3 separate regions of the Sus scrofa genome follow, and regions 1 and 3 are each linked to region 2. Evidence: chromatin contacts called from public HiChIP or PLAC-seq and promoter capture Hi-C data. All regions are on one chromosome and are shown on one strand. Each heading gives the region's core, a stretch centred on a gene start, on an enhancer-like site or on the middle of the called end of the contact. The rest is flanking DNA. Distances are from core to core; before and after follow the strand shown.

What was found. Promoter capture Hi-C pulls out the DNA fragments that hold promoters and counts their contacts. HiChIP or PLAC-seq counts read pairs in DNA pulled down with a chosen protein or histone mark.
Region 1: a contact with region 2 is called in an H3K27ac HiChIP or PLAC-seq map of alveolar macrophages. The contact joins the promoter of B4GALT5 here to the promoter of RNF114 in region 2. A contact is called at or near these places in 1 of 5 promoter capture datasets (fetal liver), 2 of 47 Hi-C or Micro-C datasets (liver and skeletal muscle) and 1 of 2 datasets of contacts at active chromatin or transcription factors (alveolar macrophages).
Region 3: a contact with region 2 is called in a promoter capture Hi-C map of fetal liver, with 2.9 times the contacts expected there. The contact joins the promoter of UBE2V1 here to the promoter of RNF114 in region 2. A contact is called at or near these places in 1 of 5 promoter capture datasets (fetal liver), 1 of 47 Hi-C or Micro-C datasets (skeletal muscle) and 1 of 2 datasets of contacts at active chromatin or transcription factors (alveolar macrophages).

What each region holds. Positions count from the first base shown.
Region 1 is chr17:51,333,075-51,336,112 of Sscrofa11.1, forward strand. It overlaps B4GALT5 (beta-1,4-galactosyltransferase 5), which reads right to left and starts at 1,492. Exons shown (of 9, transcript XR_002340099.1): 1 at 793-1,492.
Region 2 is chr17:51,512,123-51,515,318 of Sscrofa11.1, forward strand. It overlaps RNF114 (ring finger protein 114), which reads left to right and starts at 1,524. Exons shown (of 6, transcript NM_001001869.1): 1 at 1,524-1,686. The coding sequence starts at 1,547.
Region 3 is chr17:51,662,678-51,665,908 of Sscrofa11.1, forward strand. UBE2V1 (ubiquitin conjugating enzyme E2 V1) reads right to left here and starts at 1,821. Exons shown (of 4, transcript NM_001205094.1): 1 at 1,744-1,821. The coding sequence starts at 1,765.

The DNA of each region.
Region 1 (3,038 bases), core at 242-2,741, 180 kb before region 2:
CCCTTGGGGGTAGGCGGGGCGAGGGGAGGTAGACGGAGAGGAGTAGTGGGGCACTCAGGGGTTAGCAGACTGAAGGGGGGGACCTCCTCGGGGGGTAGGCCGGGGAATGCCACCCTAAAAGGAAAGCGATCTGTCCATCAGGAGGAGGAGGACCTGGAGGTGGATGTAACAAGCGAAAGTGGAGGGAAAAAAGGGTAGGGAAGGAGAGCAGGAAACGGGAGAGTCACCAGGGAGGAGAGAGGAGAAGGATGGATGGGAACGGGGAAGGTGGGACGCCTCGAGACCCGGGCACAGGGGCTCCGCGAGGAGAGGCAGGCGGGCCGCGGAGGTTCGGGGTCCGCGGAATGCCGGGAACCCGGGCTGAAGGAGACCCCGGGGAGGGGGAGCGGCAGCTCAGGAGCCGAAGAGCGGAAAGTGAGGGTTCTAGGAGGCCAAAGCGAGAATGAGGGCGTCCTGGCACGACGAGGGTGTGTGTGAAGACACAGTCGGGTTCGCGCCCGGATGGGGTTAAAGGAGGGCAGGAGGTGGGTGGGAGGATGTTGTGGGGAGGAGGGTTCCAGAGCCCGTCGGGGTGCAGAGAGCGGGAATGTTCTGGGGTCCCCCGAGGTCCAGGCGTAGGGTCTCCCAAGGGTCGGGCGGGGGTCCCGGTAATCTTCTGAGGGCCAGGCTTGAGGTCGCCTTCCAGCCGGGGGTCTTCCGAGAGCTGGGGTCTCCTTGGGGCGGGGCGGGGGTTTCCAGGGTCCCCTCGAGGCCAGAGCGACACCCCCCCGGGGTCCCAGGCCCCCTTCCTACCTATGCCGGGAGCCACATAGACGAAGTAGAGCAGCGAGGACGAGAGCGAAAAGAAGAAGAGAGCGGCGAGCAGCGAGCGGCGCGGCAGCCGCAGCAGCCCCCGGCGGACGCGCATGCTGCAGCCGGGCGGCCGCTCAAGGGCCGGGCCGGGCCTGCTCCCGCCGCTCCCCGTCCGCCGCCTCCTGGGCCGCCGCCGCCGCCTCCTGGGCCTCGGCCACCACCTCCCGGGCCTCGCCGGCCGCCGCTCTCCGCCGCCTCGCCGCTCCTCGCCGCCGGCCGCCGCGGGCCCGGCCACATGAAGCGGGCGGGGGCCTGAGCGGCCCCGAGCGAGCGCAGCGGCGGGGGCGGGGCAGGGCGGGCCTCGGGGGCGGGGAGGGGGCGGGGCCAGTGCCGCAGGGCACCGTCGCAAAAGATCAGCGCGCGCGCTCACCGCCCGACCCCCTCTTTGGCCCCGGCGGCGGCGCGGTGGCCCGCCGGGAACGTCGCCAAAAGGCGACAGCCCCTCTCCTGGCGCGGCCACCGCCCTGGCTTTCGGGGAGCGTCGCTCAAGTGCCTGTCGGCTCCGCGCTTGGGCGCCCCCAACCTGGGAGCCAAGGGATCGTCTGCAATGCCTGACGCGGCTGGTCACCCACTGCGACAGAAAAGCAGGGATTGTAGGAATATGGGCTCGGGTATACACCTTCATTCATTCATTCATTCATTCATTCATTCAAATCAGCATCTATTGAAAGCAGACATATGCCAGACACCATTATTGGCGCTGGGGATGCTTAGAGACAAAACAGACAAAATCCTTGTCTTCTTGAACTTAACACTCAAATGGGAGGAGAAAAAGAAACAAATCAATTCATAATACCAGGTTCTGATAAGTGATGAACACAATAAAACAGGGGAATATGTTGGAGGAATAATGTGGTCAGGGAAGGCCTCACTGATGGGTGACAGACAGGAGAAGAAACGTAAAAGGGTGAACAGTAGATGCAAAGCCTCTGAGGTTAAAAAGACTGATCTGACCCCAGGTAGACTCAAAGCAAGCATAGATAAAATCCAGTAGGGCAGGGAGAATGGCAGGGATGAGGCTGTAGATATGGGCAGATTCCACATACCAAAGAATCACAAGCAGCAGTGTTGATAAGTTATTAATGTGAAGACCTGCCCTTAAGATACACTGGGCTTTACTTACCACATTAATCACCCCAACAACCCGAAGATGTGCGCTCTTATTCCTATTGTACAAATGAGGAAACTGAGGCTCTGTGATGGAGAAGCAATTCACCTAATCCTTGCAGTAACGGCTTAAGTAAAAAAATGACCTGGAAGTTCCCATTGTGGCTCAGCGGTAATGAGCCGGACTGATATCCATGAGGATGTGGGTTCAATCTCTGGCCTTGCTCAGTGGGTTAAGGATCTGACATTGCCATGAGCTGTTGTATAGGTCACAGACTCAGCTCGGATCTGCCATTGCTGTGGCTGTGGTGTAGGCTGGCACTGCTGCTCTGATTCGATTTCTATCCAGAGAACTTCCATATGCCGTGGGTACAGCCCTAAAAAGCAAACAAACAAACAAACAAAAAACCCTATCTTGGAGTTTCTGCTGCGGCGAAACGGGGTTGGCAGCATCTCTGGAGCCCTGGGATGCAGGTTTGATCCCCCAGCTGGCACAGGCAGAGCGGGCTAAGGATCCAGCATTGCCACAGCTGCAGCATAGGTTGCAACTGTGGCTCAGATCTGAACCCACGCCCGGCAACTCCATAAGCCAAGCAGCGGCCAAAAAAGAAAAAGAAGAAAAGAATGTACCTGTCTCCCAAAGCACTCTTGACCACCAGGTTGTAAGTGCCTTGACTATTCCTCTAGCTCCTAATTCCCATCCTGAATACAAACTGGTATCCTACTCCAGAGGACAGTGTGGAACCATATCCAAAATAATGCTTTAGGATCAGCTCCAAGCCAGAAGACCTCTGAAGGCAGTTAGCAATAACTGAAGACTCATGGTGAGGGGCAGCAGAGGCTGCTCCACCTTCAAGAGGCTGCCAGCTGACTTGGGGGAGGCAAGTGTCCCCTTGGAATGCCCAAACAGGAGAAGAAAGGACTTTGCAGGGATTCTGTGAGGACCAATTATAATTCTGCTTTGTATTCCTAAAGTGATTTATACTTTTTAACAGTGTCTTTTTTGACTCTTTAAATGAGGGCTCTGGAGCCAGTGTCCTAGTTTCTTGAACCCTATCTCTTCCATTCTTTGCTGAGTG
Region 2 (3,196 bases), core at 274-2,773:
TTTGGTGTAGTGGAACATGGAAAAAGTTGGGATTCAAAACATCTGAATTGTTTTTTTTTTTTTTGTTTTGTATTTTAGGCCTACACCAGTGGCACATGGAGGTTCCCAGGTTAGGGGTTGAATTGGAGCTGCAGCTACCGGCCTATGCTACAGCCACAGCAACTCAAGATCTGAGCCCTATCTGTGACCTACACCACAGCTCACAACAATGCTAGATCTTTAACCCACTGAGCAAGGCTAGGGATCAAACCTGCATCCTCATGAATGGTAGCCAGATTCGTTTCCGCTGAGCCGCAATGGGAACTCCCAGAACACCTGGCTTCTAAGGCCTACCCTTTTCTTTCAAGATTGAGGTTTAGTCTATGGCTTCAAGCCTCCATCTTCCCATGTAATACAGAGCTGGAGCTAAACCCCCTTCCCCAGGAGGCATGTGTCACAATATTAAATAACTTGCTTCTGAGGTAGATAACGATTTTTTTTTTTTTTTTTTTTTTTTTGCATTTTAGCGCCACACCCATAACACGTGGAAGTTCTCAGGCTAGAGGTCAAATCTGAGCTACAGCGCCGGCCTACACCACAGGCACAACGCCCTATCCAAGCGGTGTCTGCAACCCACACCACAGCTCACGGCAACACTGGATCCTTAACCCACTGAGTGAGGCCAGGATCGAATCCGCAGCCTTATGGACACTAGTCTGGTTCATAAGCCACGATGGGAACTTTCCATAGAGATTACTTCTGCTTTCACTAGGAAGTTTCAGTGTGGTGACAGCCTGTCTTCAACACCTCTCTAATCATAGTTAATCTCCCTGTTCAGCTCAACTATATCCAGCATTAATTTATAAGACTATATTGTTTCCGCTGTATTTTCACAGTGCCCTGTAGGAATAAGTGGTATTGATTTTCTCTTTGTAGCTCGGGGAGTGCTATATCCTTTTACAACGTGCTTGCTGAAGTTTAAAGATCAACTCGACGAGAAAGATTAAGTAATAATGCATAAGCAAATTAAAAAAAAATTTTTACGGGAAGTTCCCTTCCTGGCTCAGTGGTTAACGAACCCGACTAGGATCCATGAGGATGCAGATTCAATCCCTGGACTTGGCACTGCCCTGAGCTGTGGCGTAGGTCGCAGACGCGGGATCCAAGCCTCCTCTGTTACCTACACCACAGCTTCGGGAAATGCTGCATCCCCCACCCACTGAGCAAGGCCTGGGATGAAACCCGCATCTTCATGGATACTGGTGGATTCGTTTCCACTGCGCCACAATGGGAACTCCATAAGCAAACATGAAGTATAATAATAACGATTTAAATTCGGTAAACAGTGGCTAAAGCCAAAGCCTCCACACTCTCCCATCTCCTTCCTTCTCTCCCCTCGGAGGAGCCAGGAGGCGCGGCCCACGCCCCGCCCCCAGCCGCAGGCGCGGTCCGTAAGCCCCGCCCCCAGCGCCCCTCGCGTCCCGCCCCCTCGCCCCTCCCCGGCTGGCTGCTAGCCCCGCCCCCGGCTCGCCAGGGTCGCAGTGGTGCTGCACTCCGCGGCGGCAAGATGGCGGCCCAACCGCAGGATCGAGAGGGTGGTGCGCAGCTGGCAGGGCCCGCGGCGGAGGCCGACCCCCTGGGCCGCTTCACGTGTCCCGTGTGCCTAGAGGTGTACGAGAAGCCGGTGCAGGTGCCCTGCGGACACGTGTAAGCGGCGAGTCGGGGTCTGGTTCGGGGGGCGTCTAACTGGGAGGATAATGGCACCGAGGAGCGAGGCCCGCGCAGGGAGCGTCTCGGGGCGGGAGTGAGAGGACCGGCCTAGAGGCGCCTCTCCGCGGGGCCCCCGGGGCTCCTGAAGACCCGTGGCAGTTGGTGGGGTGCTCTTTTCGGCCCGGCTGACTCCCACCCGTTCCGCTCTTCTGTCGAGCGCCTGCCCTGTTCCAGGCGGCCTGCCAGGCCCCTTCCCACGCATGACGGTGGAGTCGAACCCTATCCGGTGTTAACGTCGGGCTGAAAGTCGGCCCTTGGAGAGCCAGTTTCCCTTGAATAGTCTTTACGAGGTTCCTAAAGTATTCTACGTATGGGGTTATCTGTCCAGCTCTGCCAAGAAATTCTAATGGGCGCTGAAGTTGGAGAAGCGTTTAACTAAAAGAACAAAAGGGAAGTCTTGATGTAGATCTGACCTGTCTGCTTAACTGCGAAAGAGGTCAGCAGTTGGCAGATTGAGGTTGTCAGCCTTCCTACTAGTGTCTGAGGTTTGTTTCATTGTATTTGAAGTTAAGCCTCCATATTGCTGGTAGACTGCCTATGACGGCTGAAGGAAATGTGTGTGAAAATGTCCAGTACAGGTTCTAGGGCAGGTGCTTTGACGTTGGCCGGAGTTGAACCTAAGCCTTGCTCCATCAGACTCGCAAACACCCAGGTCGAAAGAATTGTAGAAAATGTGGTCACCTGCGTCTTGCTGCTGAGAGCTGGATTTCCTCTAATGGCCTCCCCCAATGTTCATGGTGGCCATCACCTTGCTGTTGGCCTTAGGGTCCTCCTATCGGTCAGTAGGCACGATAGACACCTACTGGGCCTTATGGACCTTCTTATTTTTGCAGCTGTCCTGCGGGGGCGGGGGAGGGGGAAGAGGATTGGCAGCTCTTTTGCAGGTGAGGACATGAGGCTCACTTAGGGCCGGTTCACCTTGTCTGACACTTCCCAGATGGACTGCAGGTGTCCGTTTGCCCGCCCAGAGAACAGTCGGCACCTGGCAAGGGCTCTTCAGCCACACTGACCAGGCTTTGCCTCTTCAAGCACACCAAGCTCTTTCTAGCTTCAGGCTGTTCCTGCTTGCAGTTCAGTTAGCCTGGAACTCTTCTTGCGCCATCTGCACCCCCCCCCCCCCCCGCCACTACCCCAGATCCTTTCCAGACTTCCAAGTCCCAGTTTGAGTTACCTCTCTTCTCACCATCCCCATTTAAATTATCCCCGCTGCTTCTCTCCTGGGGCTTCCTTCTCCTGCTTTGCACAGAGCAAAACCTAGGGATCATGAAGGCCCTGTCCTTATCTGTTTTGTGTCTCTTTCTGTCCCCTGTGCCCACCATAGTGTCTGAGCAACCATCTTCCAATCTTATATTCCACTGGCTAAAATACTTGTATGCCCACTGTGTGCCAGATTTGGGGGCATAGTAAGAAACAAGGTCATTCTGCCTTCAGAGTTCACAGTCTAGTA
Region 3 (3,231 bases), core at 571-3,070, 150 kb after region 2:
AGGCAGCCTGTGGCAGGTGACTTCAGTCAGATCCCCCACTTCAAATTCCCTCTATTCCCACTATAACAATCAGCCAAAGATGGCTCCTTAGGATACTGGAGGGGGACCATCGTTGAAAGACACACTCCCCCCACCCTGTTCACTTTGGGTCACCGACTCTCTCCTAACAACACTGCTGCAGCATCAGATTTCAATGTCCGGGCTGGTGGTCCTGTTTGCTTTTTCCATCACAGGTCACCCACTGTCACCTCATCTGGGAGGACTTCACTGGCCAATTTGACTGCCAGGCACCTCAGGGGACAGCATCCTCACCAAAAGGGAGGGAGACACTGTCATTCCCAAATCCTGCATTTCCAGAATCAGACTCTCTTGCATCATCAACCCCTCTGAGGGACCTTCCTCAGGCAATCCTCAGCCTGCCTGCTCCAGAAGGCCATTTGAGTCCATCCCCTGATGCTCAACTGGGAGTGTTAACTCTGAAACAGACCCTTCAGGATTTGATCCTCTGGCACATCTCAGAAATGTAGAGCAGGGAATCCAGTTTCAAAATAAATGCTACTTCCCTTTATCTACTAGGGCCTGGTAGACCCCCCCCTCCACACACACACACAAAGTGTAGCCCCCTCATGCTCTCTTGCCTCTCAGCCTTCTTCTCCAGTCACCCAAGGTTCCCATTTCACTTGTCCCTCTCCCCATGCCCATCAAGTCGATGGAGAACTGCTGAGCTGAACAACCATGTGTTATCAATATTCAAAAGAGTGGAAAGGAGTGACACTCAATAAAGATCTTTTCTAAAAGAAATATTTCTGAAACCCGACCTTTTCTTACTGTCACCCACTGCATGGGGCTTCCCTCAGTTGACTCCTACCCCAGACACCTCCAGGGCTCCCAATTCATCTCTTCTTCGCCCAGTATCGCAGGCTTCCACCAACTGCCCTACCCGGAGCTATCCAAAAACCTAACATCTATCTTCTCAAATAGGGGCCTGGTAACCATGGGGTCATTTCACTTTCTGATGCTCCAACGAGATCCCGCTGGAATCCGAGAAATCCTTTTCCCCTTCTCTTATCCTGTAGAGATACCCCGAATCTCCCCAAAAGCAGACACCCCAGACACCCCCTTTCTAATCAACATAGAAATTTCCTCAGCTAACCCCATCCCCAAAACTAACACTGGAGTCGTCCCCTGAACCAATGGGGGATCCTCTCAATCACTTCTCAGAATGCTGTTTCCTTCCCCCATCCATCCGGAGAGGCTTCTCTGAAGTCCCCGCTAAATGGACATCCCACGGTTGCTTCCCCCCCGCCTAGACCCTCAGCACCCAATAAAGGACTTCCATTCGTTTGGGGGAGCCTCCTCGTCCTCCAGAGAACCCCTTGATCTCCCCCCAGAGAGCCGCCAGCTCCAGTCTCCTCAGGGGTGTCTCTGGGCTCACCCCTCGCCCGCTCTCGCCGCCCAGCAGCGCAGCGGGGCCGGGCCCTTCCTCTCAGCTGGGCCCTCACACCGCCCGGGGGAGCCTCTGGGCCTTGCCGCGCCTCCCACAGGCCCCTCAGGCCCCCGCCCGTGCTTCCGGCCACCGCCTGCTCCTCCTCCCCACTCAGGCCGCCTGGGTCGCCGCCGTGGGGCCCAGCAGACAGAGGCAACGCAGAGACCCTAGCCCCGCAGCAAGGGCCTTTGCAGGTCCCCCGCCCCCGGCCCGAACCCCTGCCCCCTCGGCCGGCCGGGCCCGGCGCCCCCGCTCACCCGAGCCCGTGGTGGCTGCCATCTTGCGTCGCTGTCGCTCAAAGGCCGGCCCCTTCTTCACCCCCCGCCCGTCCCGGGGCCTTTCTACGCATGCGTGTGCGCATGCGCAAATCCCTCCGCTGACGCCAGCTCCGCAGACCGCGGGACCCGTTGCCGGGAAGGTTTTTTTTTTTCTGCCCTTTAGGAGAGGAAATATTTGCGTGCGCCATGGCCAGCAGCTTGCAAGGTCCTTCAGGTTTGGGTGCGAAGGAGCTATTGAGGTGCTTGGTGAGAAAGGCAAGGGTGATCAGACTTGGAAAGGCGTGACTGGGAAAGAAAAAGATAAGAAAGCTTAAAAAAACCCGCGTATTGTCATAACCTATAATGGAATATAATTTGCAAAACAACAACAGCACCACACCACAAAAACCTGAATCCCTATGCTGTGCACCTAAAGCTAACACAGTATTGTAAATCGATAAAAGTAAAAAAGTAAACATGCAAATTTATAATATATTTTTTAAAATGCCTATTTTGCTTTAAGCATTTTCCTATCTAGTTGGATCTTCACATTTCTACCAGGTGGGGATAAAAGAATGAAGCTGGGATTAAACTGCAGAGTGAAGGGAAGAGGTGTTAACCGATTTAACTAAACTCAGCTGTTAAGTGCCTCAGTCAGAATTTGAATGTGGGCCAGGTGTCTTGCTTCCAGGATGGATGCTCCCAGGCCAGAAGGGTCTTATAGAAGGGTAGCTAAAATGGTTTGGGGGGCATTAAAGTGTCAAGGAACGCATTCCCCATTCGCTTGTTCCTTCCTTCATTCATTATATCAAACAAATATTTACTAAGTATCTATTATGTGCCAGATGCAGTCCTAGGTGCTAAGGATGACTATAATCCCTGAAAAAGCAAGCCCTTGCTCTCATGGGCTTACATTTTAGTTGGAGACAGGAAGAAAGTAAACAAGTGGGAAAGAACATAACTATAATAGGATAGAGAGTAAACTAGAGAAGGAGTGGTCAGGGAGGGCCTTCTAAGGCCTCCTTCAAACTTCAATAAGGACCTGAATAATAGGAAGGAGGTAGAGGGAATGGCATGTGCAAAGGCCCTGGGGACATTTTGCAAATGTTAAATCCAGAAGAAACTCTTCAATCTTAAATGTTCTGAGAAGCCCTTAATATGGATATAGAAACTGATGCTGAGAGAGGTGAAAAGATTGCCTCAAGGTAACACAGCTAAATATGGGCAGAGAAAACACCAGGGCTTTCAGTGCAGAGGAACAAGGAAGTTGGAAGCCTTCACTCAGTGCATGCAATTCATCATTCTGTTCTGACAGCAGTGTCTCCTAAGCATCTCTCTTCTCCATCCACTTCTTCCAGGCTCCCCCTTTCTCCCACTTGGATGACCTAGCAGCCTCCATTCTTGCCCTCATGTTCCATTCTCCTTATGGCAGCCTGAGTCTGCTCAAAACATCCTTCAACTTAACTTTTCAGTGGCTCCCCATTCTCA